Regions from separate parts of the Capsicum annuum genome. Here region 1 is linked to region 2. Evidence: chromatin contacts called from public Hi-C data. All regions are on one chromosome and are shown on one strand. The core of a region is the stretch at or near the end of the contact, and the rest is flanking DNA. Distances in the headings are between cores, read along the strand shown.

Region 1 (4,646 bases), core at 668-3,167, 49 kb before region 2:
TATATGGTACTATATTATAGTGATTCATATGACAGATACAATTATTTATTTCAATTATTGGGCGATTCATATATATGGTATTATGGTGATTCATATGATAGATACAATTATTTATTTTAATTATTCGGTGGTTCATATGATATTAATGGGTGATATATATGGTATTATGGTGATTCATATGGTAGATACAATTAGTTATTTTAATTATTGGGTGAATTCATATATATGGTTATATGGTATTATGGTGATTTATATGGTAGATATAATTATTTATTTCAATTATTGGGTGATTCATATGTTATTAATGAAAGGTAATGGTGTAGTCAGTGTAGGAAACAAAAATAATAATAGTTTTAAAAAAAAAGACTAAAAGCATAATTGAAACATAATTAAAATTAAATCTAAAAAATGTAGACTAAAATTAAAGACAAAATTAAAGGCGAAAAAGGAGGAAAAAGACGAAAAAACGTATCTTTCATAACTAAAGACGAAAAAAGAGAAACATAATTAAAACACCTAAATTAAATCTAGAAAAAGAGAAAAATTAGATATTTTTCCTTAAATAAAAGAATACAATGAATAAAAAAGAATCTATTATTTCTTTAAAAAAGAGAAACATAATTAAAACACCTAAATTAAATCTAAAAAGAGAAAAATTAGATATCTTTCCTTAAATAAAAGAATACAATGAATAAAAGAGAATCTATTATTTTCTTAAATAAATATCTTTGTCAGTTTCAAATGTATCATTTTTTATATGTATCAACTTATAACATATGTATCACTATTTCAAAAATCGAAATAAAATGTAATTAATAAGATAATCGAAATTTTATGTAATATCACTTAAAGATTCAGAATTTATGTAAGTTACCCTTAGAATAATAATACGAGGAAGCCCACAAAAAGAAAAGAAATACGTGCTCACTTTCTTTTTATTTATTTGACTTTCAATTGGTACAAAAATTATGAGGGAAAAATCTTTGAATCTTATGATTTCATTGTATAACTGATTATGCGTGAATTGCTCCACAGAATAAAAGAGAATTTATTATTTCCTTAAATAAATATCTTTGTCAGTTTCAAATGTATCAATTTTTTATATGTATCACCGTATAACATATGTATCACCATTTCATAAATCGGAATAAAATGTAATTAACAAAATAATCGAAATTTTATATGTAAGTTACCCTTTTTTTTAATCCAGACCCAACACACAGTGGTGGCAAATGATCTGAAGCATAGTGGATTTTAATATCCGCTCCTAAACTTAAAATGGATGTCAGGTCATTAAGTAGCTTCGTAAATCAACATATACCCATTTGATGAATCATAGGAAAGATGTAGACATTGGTAAAAGGTTGATTGAATGGACAATCAATGCCCCAAATTCTATCAGCAATTTATAATCTTAACAGTATTGGAGGAGATTATGCCATTGTTAGCTGACTAATGCTATTGTCTTTAGCACAAATTTCCTAGTGAAGCCACTGCTAATAGAAGCATCAGCAAATGTACTCCTGAATCAGTAAAAAGGAATGCAGAAGAGGTGTTGAGTTGTCTAATGAGGTTTTTGATCTTGCACTTATGAAGTTTAGGTCGAGTACATGTAGTCCATACAAAAATCATAAGGTGGGGAAACAAAACGGACTAAAAAAATCTGATAAAATATAATTAAATAAAATGCAGCCACTTGATTGTTAATTAAGGGAAAAGAACAGGAACAATGTAGAAGTGCTTCAAACATTAAGCTCCTTGCGACAAACAAGAAAAACAAAACATCAAGAGAAAACACGGGGAATAACAAAAGCCACACTTCAATTGGACTAGTGAAACAAAAATTTTGAAATTATATACAGCAAAAATCAAATGTTTTCCTAGCAGATACATACGCCTCAATTCCATCAAGATGGATTTTCCTGTAACCTATTAAATGATAAATACAACTATCCTATTCTGGACAGATTAAATTATTATTTTTTTCATTTACTAACTGATCATTCAGGCTGTGATACAAAACTTGACAGTTGAGACAGCTAGATTAAATTCCCAGATCAAATGAAGGAGCGTTTCCATCATCAGGAATTTGAGTAATAGGTCTTGAAGTCACTGTCTTCTGAACCACGATCTCTGATTTGTTTCTAAGCATTCTAGCAGCCTCTTCTTCCACTGCATCAAAATCGATACTTTCATAGAACAGGTCATCATCAAATGGATCACCAACTACATTCTGTGCTGCTTCTTCCAAAAGATGCAAGTTTCCACCAGAAGCTGTAGAATGACGAGAGAATTCATTTTGTAAATTGAGAACTGGCAGTGAAGTTGCTTGATAATAGCTCAACTTTCTTTTCCGACTCCCTAAATTGCTGTCGTTTTCTCTCAAAGAGAAAGTAGTTGAGCATGGCATGGCTTCTGGTGAGATTTTATCAATACTTCGCTGAAAACATGAGGAATCTCTCGTTGTCGACTTCGGGTCAGTTTGAGGTGTGTGATAATCTGCTGTTCCAGATGAGCTCTTGCTTTCATCGACTCTGCTAGCTGGAACCTCAGAATCAGGAGCAGTTGAATGGTTTAGAATTGGTGACTGAGTGAGCAATGAACGCCTGTGATTAAAGATTGGCTTAGGTCCAAAATCCAAGGGAATGAAGTCATGATCATCAGTTGATCTATGACTTGACATGCTAATTTAATTAACATAAAAGTATATCTGAAAGGACATCTATCTCCCTCATAAAATTGGCACATTGTCAATAACAAGCACCCTCATTCCTGAAGCAATTCGCAATAACATTCAAGAAAGTGCTGCAAAATATAACAGCATACCCAATATATTCCCACCAAGTGGGGTCTGTGGAGGGTTCAGAGGTGAGACAGAGAAGTTGTTTCCGATAAACCCCCAGTTCAAAACAATCTAAACAAGGAATAGTAAAAGGACAAGATACAATAGAAATTACCACACTCAATAATACCATAGACAAGATTCACCAAGTAATATAACAAACGATACAACATTCCAAAATAATACTAATCTTCTACCCAAATCCGCCTCCTCCACAACTTTCTATTTAGGGTCATGTCCTCGGTAAACTGAAGCTGCTCCATGTCATGTCTAATCACCTCCTTCCAATATTTCTTCGGTCTACCTCTACCTCGCCAGAATCCCTCCCTAGCCAACATCTCACACCTCCACACTGGGGCATCCGTGCCCCTCCTCATCACATGTCTGAACCATCTCAACCTCACTTCCTTCATGGTGGCATCCATCGAAGTCACTCTCGCCTTATCTCGAACAACCTCATTTCTAATCCTATCTTTCCTAGTACACCCGCAAGCCTACCGAAGTATTCTCATCTCCGCCATCTTTATCTTTTTGATATGAGATTTCTTAACATGCTAACACTCTGTCCCATACAACAAAGCCGGTCTGACCACCATTCTGTAGAACTTGTCTAACCACTCTGCCCCATACTTTAAAAAGTGTAATATATATATATATATATATATATATATATATATATATATATATATAGTGTTTACAACATTTAAAGCACTTCGCATGAATGACAAAACCCATGTGCGCCATCCGAAATAGATTGATCTTTTCCCTTTCTTTGGTTACCACGAAAGTGGATACAATTAAGCTTACGAAAAAATGTTACTTTTACCCCTACACTTAAGAAATTGTTTATATTTACCCTTCTTTTGAATTATTGGATTTAAATGCACTTCAAATCACAACTGCCCGCACCTAACGGAACTCTCCAGCCACCTCCAAACGAACATGTGGAGTCCATGTGTTGATACCCGGTTGTCAACCAATAACTAATTTCTGAACCTATTTATCCATTAGCCATTTGAGCTATCTCCTTCATTGGAAAAAGCAAATTAGGTTTCTTCTAAGTTTGTGTGATGTAACTTTTCTTTCTTTGATTTTCTTTATCTTGGTATGTGTGAGAAATATAAGAGAATAATATTATTGAATCGTTGTATTACATTTTTACACTAATACCTTACTGATAGACAATACATTCCAATCCTTTTTCAGATAGGACACTATATTACAAGCCTTTTCCAAGTAGGATTCTATATACTATTCATGTTCCTTCTCCAATTCTAACACTCTCACTCAAGCTGGTGCATATAGGTCATATGTACCAAGCTTGTTATAGATGTAATTAATACGAGGAGAGTGCGGGACCTGGTGAAACTATCTACGGGATGATCACTCAATTTTACAAATTTTGTAACAATATCTCATGAAAGTACTTCTCTCTAACAAATTGACAATCAATCACAATGTGCCTAGTCCTCTCATGAAATACCTAATTTGATGTGATATGAATAGCCGCTTGGTTATCACACACAAGTTTCATTTGACTGGTTTCTTCAAACTTTAGTTCTCTTAACAACTATTTAATCCAAACTAGCTCATAAGTGGCTACTGCCAATGCTCGATATTCTATTTTTGCACTAGATCGAGTAACTACACTTTGTTTCTTACTTTTGTTGGACACCAAATTACCTCCTACTAAAACAGAATATCTCCATGTATAATGTCTCTCACAAGGTGATTCTGCCCAATTTACGTTTGTATATCTTAACGATCTGCTCATGACCTCAATCCTCAAAGAGTAATCTTTTAC
Region 2 (4,820 bases), core at 2,160-4,659:
AAAGCCTCCCTGGAACTTTGTAGTAAGCCTTTTCTGAAATGATAAAAACCATGTGTAAGTCTTTCTCTCTCTCCCTATAATGTTCCACCAATCTTCTCACTAGGTGGATGGCTTCTATAGTCGAGCGTCCTAGCTTAAATCCAAATTGGTTTGCAGAAATAGTTATGTACCCCTCACTCTCATTACCACTACCCTTTCCCAAACTTTCATAGTATAACTTAGTAGCTTGTCAACCCTACAGATATTGCAATTTTAAATGTCTAATAAAAAGCTATTGACTCTTATAAAATTTGAATATTGCCTTTATTCTTGTACAATGAAATCATCATACTCCATCTCCATGCTTCGAGCATATTTGTCGTCTAGAACATGCCATTGAACAACTCAGTTAGCCACTCAATTCCTGCACCGCCTACGATCTACCAAAATTCCACTAGGATCTTGTCTGGCCTAGTTGCTCTACCTCTACGCATCCTATGAATAGCACATTTCACCTCCTCAACCTTTATACGCCTATAATAACCATAATCATGATGCCTCTCCAAGTGCTCCAAATCCCCCAATACAATATCTTTGTCCCCTCTTCGTTTAAAAATTTATGGAAGTGTGATTGTCATCTCCTACTAATGAGTACCTCTTCCACACGTACATTACCGTTCTCATCCTTGATGCACTTCATTTGATCAAGGTTATGGGGTCCTTCTCTCTCTCGCTTTGGCTAGACTGTATAACATCTTATCCCTGTTTTTGCCCTCCAATTCTAAATACAAGTGCTCAAAGGTTGGTGTTTTGCTACTGTAACTACTAAATTTGCCTCCTTACTAGCCAGCCTATACTTCTCCCTATTTGTCAGCTCCTCCTCCTCATCCTTACTCTTCACCAACAGACTTAGCGTAACCCATCTTATTTGCCTCTACCTTCTCTTGAACTTCTCAATTTCACCATCAATTCCCTCAGCGCCTGCCCAATCGACTTCTCGAGATGCCTAACACCTCCCCAGTCACTACCCTAATGTAATTGGCAATCTTATCCCACATAATGTCTGCTTCCCTAGTCCTCCCCATAGCTATCAACTTCTCCCTTTTCACACCGTTGTTATGTTATATGTATAAGGATAACAATAAATTAACCAACTGAAATATAACACAGGGTTTTTCTTTTATTCTTCTTTCTTTTTGTAATGGTGGTGTTTGACCAACAAACACGGGCCTCGGCTGATGCATTTGGCAGCCTACTACATCTACATGCGCGGTTATCAAGTCAAATTGCTCACCGAGGATGGAAAAGATACTGATGAGTATTGTAGTTGAGATTCGAACATGGGATCTCAAGTTGTACTTATACACCTCAACCACTCAATCATCCCCTTTAGGATACAAAAAATCATATATATTAATTCCTACAAAAGTTTAATCAACAACTAAAGTAACTATTGTACCCGTTGGGTGTTTACAAATAAACTCTGAGGTGAAAAGTAGCAAAGAAAAAGAAGCTATTTGTGAGGTTTTGGATGTTGTAATGCTATGAAGCCTTTAGGGGAAAACCGTGTGGGCTTGTATTTTCGGGTTGTTTTACCCCATCAAAAGGTATTAGAGCTAATGGTTTGGTGGAAAATAAGGTGGAGTGACGGCATGGCGTCCAACTTATTTCCTTTGTCTATCTATGGTTCGGTTTACACCTTTACCTTTACCTTGAAGACAACAGACAAAGAAGAAGATTGTGGGCTTGGAGGTAATAAATACTCGAATAATGTGAGTGGCACACAGTTAATCTCCAAATTAGCCCATGAACAGTGATGGATCATGTGGAACTTCGTTCAAGAGGGAGATTTTGAATGTCTGTGAATAAAGTCCTAAATGTTATTAGGTGGTTTGAGAAAAACCATGCAGGCCTGGACCAAAGCGGATGATATAACCCCAAGGGAGGCAGTGCATAGATTGCAGGACCAACTTTAAATCAGCTTCAAACATGCAATGCCTGAAGTTGAGTGGGTAAACCAACTTCTGAAACGCAATGTCTGAAGTTTCGTCTGTCAAAAGTTTGATTCGAAACATGATATTCGCATCTGAAATTTAGTTTGTCAAAGTCTAACTTCAACCTCTATTTCTGGAACTTACATAACAAATACCTTGAAGTTCAGCCATTTTTTGCCCGAATTTAACATATGCTTGAAGTTCAGTCATTTTTGTCTGAACAATTTTTTGCCTAGAAACAACTTGTTCTTTGAATTTCAACAATTCAATACCTAAATCTACTCAGAATGAGCTCAAATTTGAAACATAGTTCCAAATATCATAAAGAACAAATCCTAAAAATTAATTTGTCAAAACAACAACAAATCTAACAAACTCATTTTGCAACAATGGTGATTTTCCAATGTTTTCAAGTTTTTCCAACTACACCCACTTGATTTAACTCATGTTTCATATACGGAATTCAAAATTCAATTCTTCAAAGCATTATACTTCAATTGCTATATAAATGAAAGGCACTATTATACAGAAAGTAAGAAGACGAATACAAGAAATTATACTTCAGCAGTTTTTGTTTGATATTTGCCAAAACTAGGTACATGTTAAATAATTTTACTAAAACAGGGTACAGCTTAAATGGCAGGACCAAAGGGCCCGGAAATTTTTTATCATTACACTATGTTAAGAGTATCTTTGGGTTGTTTTAGCCCAACAAATCCTACGTTTACATTGATTAGGGTACATGTTTGCGTCAGGTACAGACACGTTCAGCTTTAATTGAAGTTTATATCACATTTTTTACTTCTACGAAACATTAGTATGTAAAAACAGATAATTTGAAGTAGGATATTGATGAAGTAGGAAAAAACAGTGAAAAAAAACCTGGGAAGGTCCAAGTTTTTGCAGCCTCCGGATCAATGTTAACATCACTAGGCCCATAAGAGTCAAATTCATTTTCGTTCTTTTCTCCAAACCCATTTCGATTTTGCTGTTCTCGAGTTGATTTCTCAGAATTCTTGGTGGAATTTTGGATAAATTGATCAAGTGTAGATTGTCTAGAAGAAGAAGGAAAAGAGTATTTGTGGATTTCCTTAATTTGATGATTTGAATGAGAAGTAGAAAGAAGATTGGAAGAAGATGGTCTGTTGGAAATGGCTGTTGCTTCGAGAGCACCATCGATTTCTTTAACAGCCAAGTCCCAATCAAATTCCTGTACAAATACAGAGTGAGGGTTAGAAGCAGAAAGCAAAGGGAAAACAAAGCATATAGACGGCTTACATCATCGTCGTCGTCAAGTATGTGGAGAGGTGTGGCCATTGGGGAACTGGAGAAGGAAGCAAAGGAGGGAAACTTGTAAAAAGTCCTTCGAATGACGGAAAACTGGAGAAAATTGAATAAAAGTTCTCTTGGTACATTGAATAAAACACAAGTTTTAAAATTGAGTCTACATGGCTTAATTTTTAATTATTGAGTAACTATTTTTACATTAACATTAAGGGAATAAATTTTATATTCCAAGTTTTGACACTTACATTTTTACATTTGATCCATCTATATAAAATGTTAAAACTAAAAAAAGTATAACTATTTTTACATTAAGGATTAAGAGAATAAATTTGATATCTCAAGTTTTGAGACTTACACTTTGATCCACTTAAATAAAATTTTAAAACTAAAAAAGAAGGGAAAAATTCAACTCTTTTTACTCTCTTCGCTTTTTTTCTTTCATTGTTGTTGTTATTATTGTTGTTGTTGCAGCTGCTTTTCTTTTTCTTCTTCATCTCCACCATCATATATTGTTATTTGTCGTTAAATTATTATTGTTATTGTTGTTGTTATTGTTGTCGCTACCATTGTTATTGGGCTAAATTTTTGGAGCTAATTTTGTTCGTATATCAATGGGCATTATTTGTACGTGATTTTGATAAGTAAAATTAATGATTTTTAATTTAATTTCTTTCTGATATATGTGTTGTTTTTTCAACAATTTTCACTAGTGTATCCAACAGTTGTTGTATACTAATACAATAGTTGTTGGATTATTTCCACAACTGCTAAAGTATTTCCAACAGATAACTCATTTATTGCAACAGATGACCTAGTTGTTGCAGTAGATGATCTACTTGTTGAATTCATGTTAAAGCCGCTCAATCCAACAGGTAAGTCATTTATTGCAACAGATGACCTAGCTATTGCAACAAATGAGTCATCTATTACAACAGATGATTTACCTATTAGATTAAGCTATTGGTTCTGAACATTCATCATAGATAGGTCATTTTGTCATGATTCGACCCTAGGTCTGACCGTGACAGGTATTTCAAACCCACCGTAGGTCGGAGACCATCCCTTAGCCTTACCTCAAGAGCACATAAATATAAACAGCGAAAGTAAACAAAAATAGCAACGAGAAGGATAGATAAGTCAAAAGAAGATTCTAAAAATCAAAACAAACGATCAACCCAATACTTGTCCACAAAAGCCTCTAACTAAGTTGGGACATGCCCCCAACTATGACAAAAAGAATCCCAAATGAAATACTAAGACCATAAAGAAATCATTGAGATAACAGTGCATTTTGAAAAATAGAGGCTCACCACTTCACAACAGATTCACAGGAAATACCAAATCACCTAACACTACATACGAGCAACAGAATACCCTTCGAACCCTACATCATGAAATGATGTAGCATTCAGGGACTGTCAGTGGAACGAGCATTGGCATGTGACTTAGGAAAAAGGGATAAAATAATGTCAATTCCAAAACCAATCAAACACCATATGCACAACATTTATATATACATATATAGGATATCGGGATAGGGACAAGGGTCATGAACATACG

The links. Hi-C and Micro-C count contacts between places; a contact is called where the count stands out from the background.
Region 1: a Hi-C map of leaf shows a contact between it and region 2, with 2.4 times the contacts expected there. The contact joins the enhancer-like site here to the promoter of LOC107867972 in region 2. A contact is called at or near these places in 2 of 5 Hi-C or Micro-C datasets (both in leaf).

What each region holds. Positions count from the first base shown.
Region 1 is chr4:136,377,047-136,381,692 of UCD10Xv1.1, reverse strand. LOC107867972 (DEAD-box ATP-dependent RNA helicase FANCM) reads right to left here. Exons shown (of 21, transcript XM_047411993.1): 21 at 1,805-2,606. The coding sequence ends at 2,045. Among protein-coding and RNA genes, the nearest start is that of LOC107867972, 49 kb to the right of the region's middle. Within about 2 kb of position 1,917, at least 2 of the 5 cell types and tissues checked have an H3K27ac peak or open chromatin away from gene starts, as enhancers often do. A contact at or near this core is called in leaf, where this site is marked.
Region 2 is chr4:136,329,089-136,333,908 of UCD10Xv1.1, reverse strand. LOC107867972 (DEAD-box ATP-dependent RNA helicase FANCM) reads right to left here and starts at 3,409. Exons shown (of 21, transcript XM_047411993.1): 1 at 3,252-3,409; 2 at 2,856-3,183. The coding sequence starts at 3,290.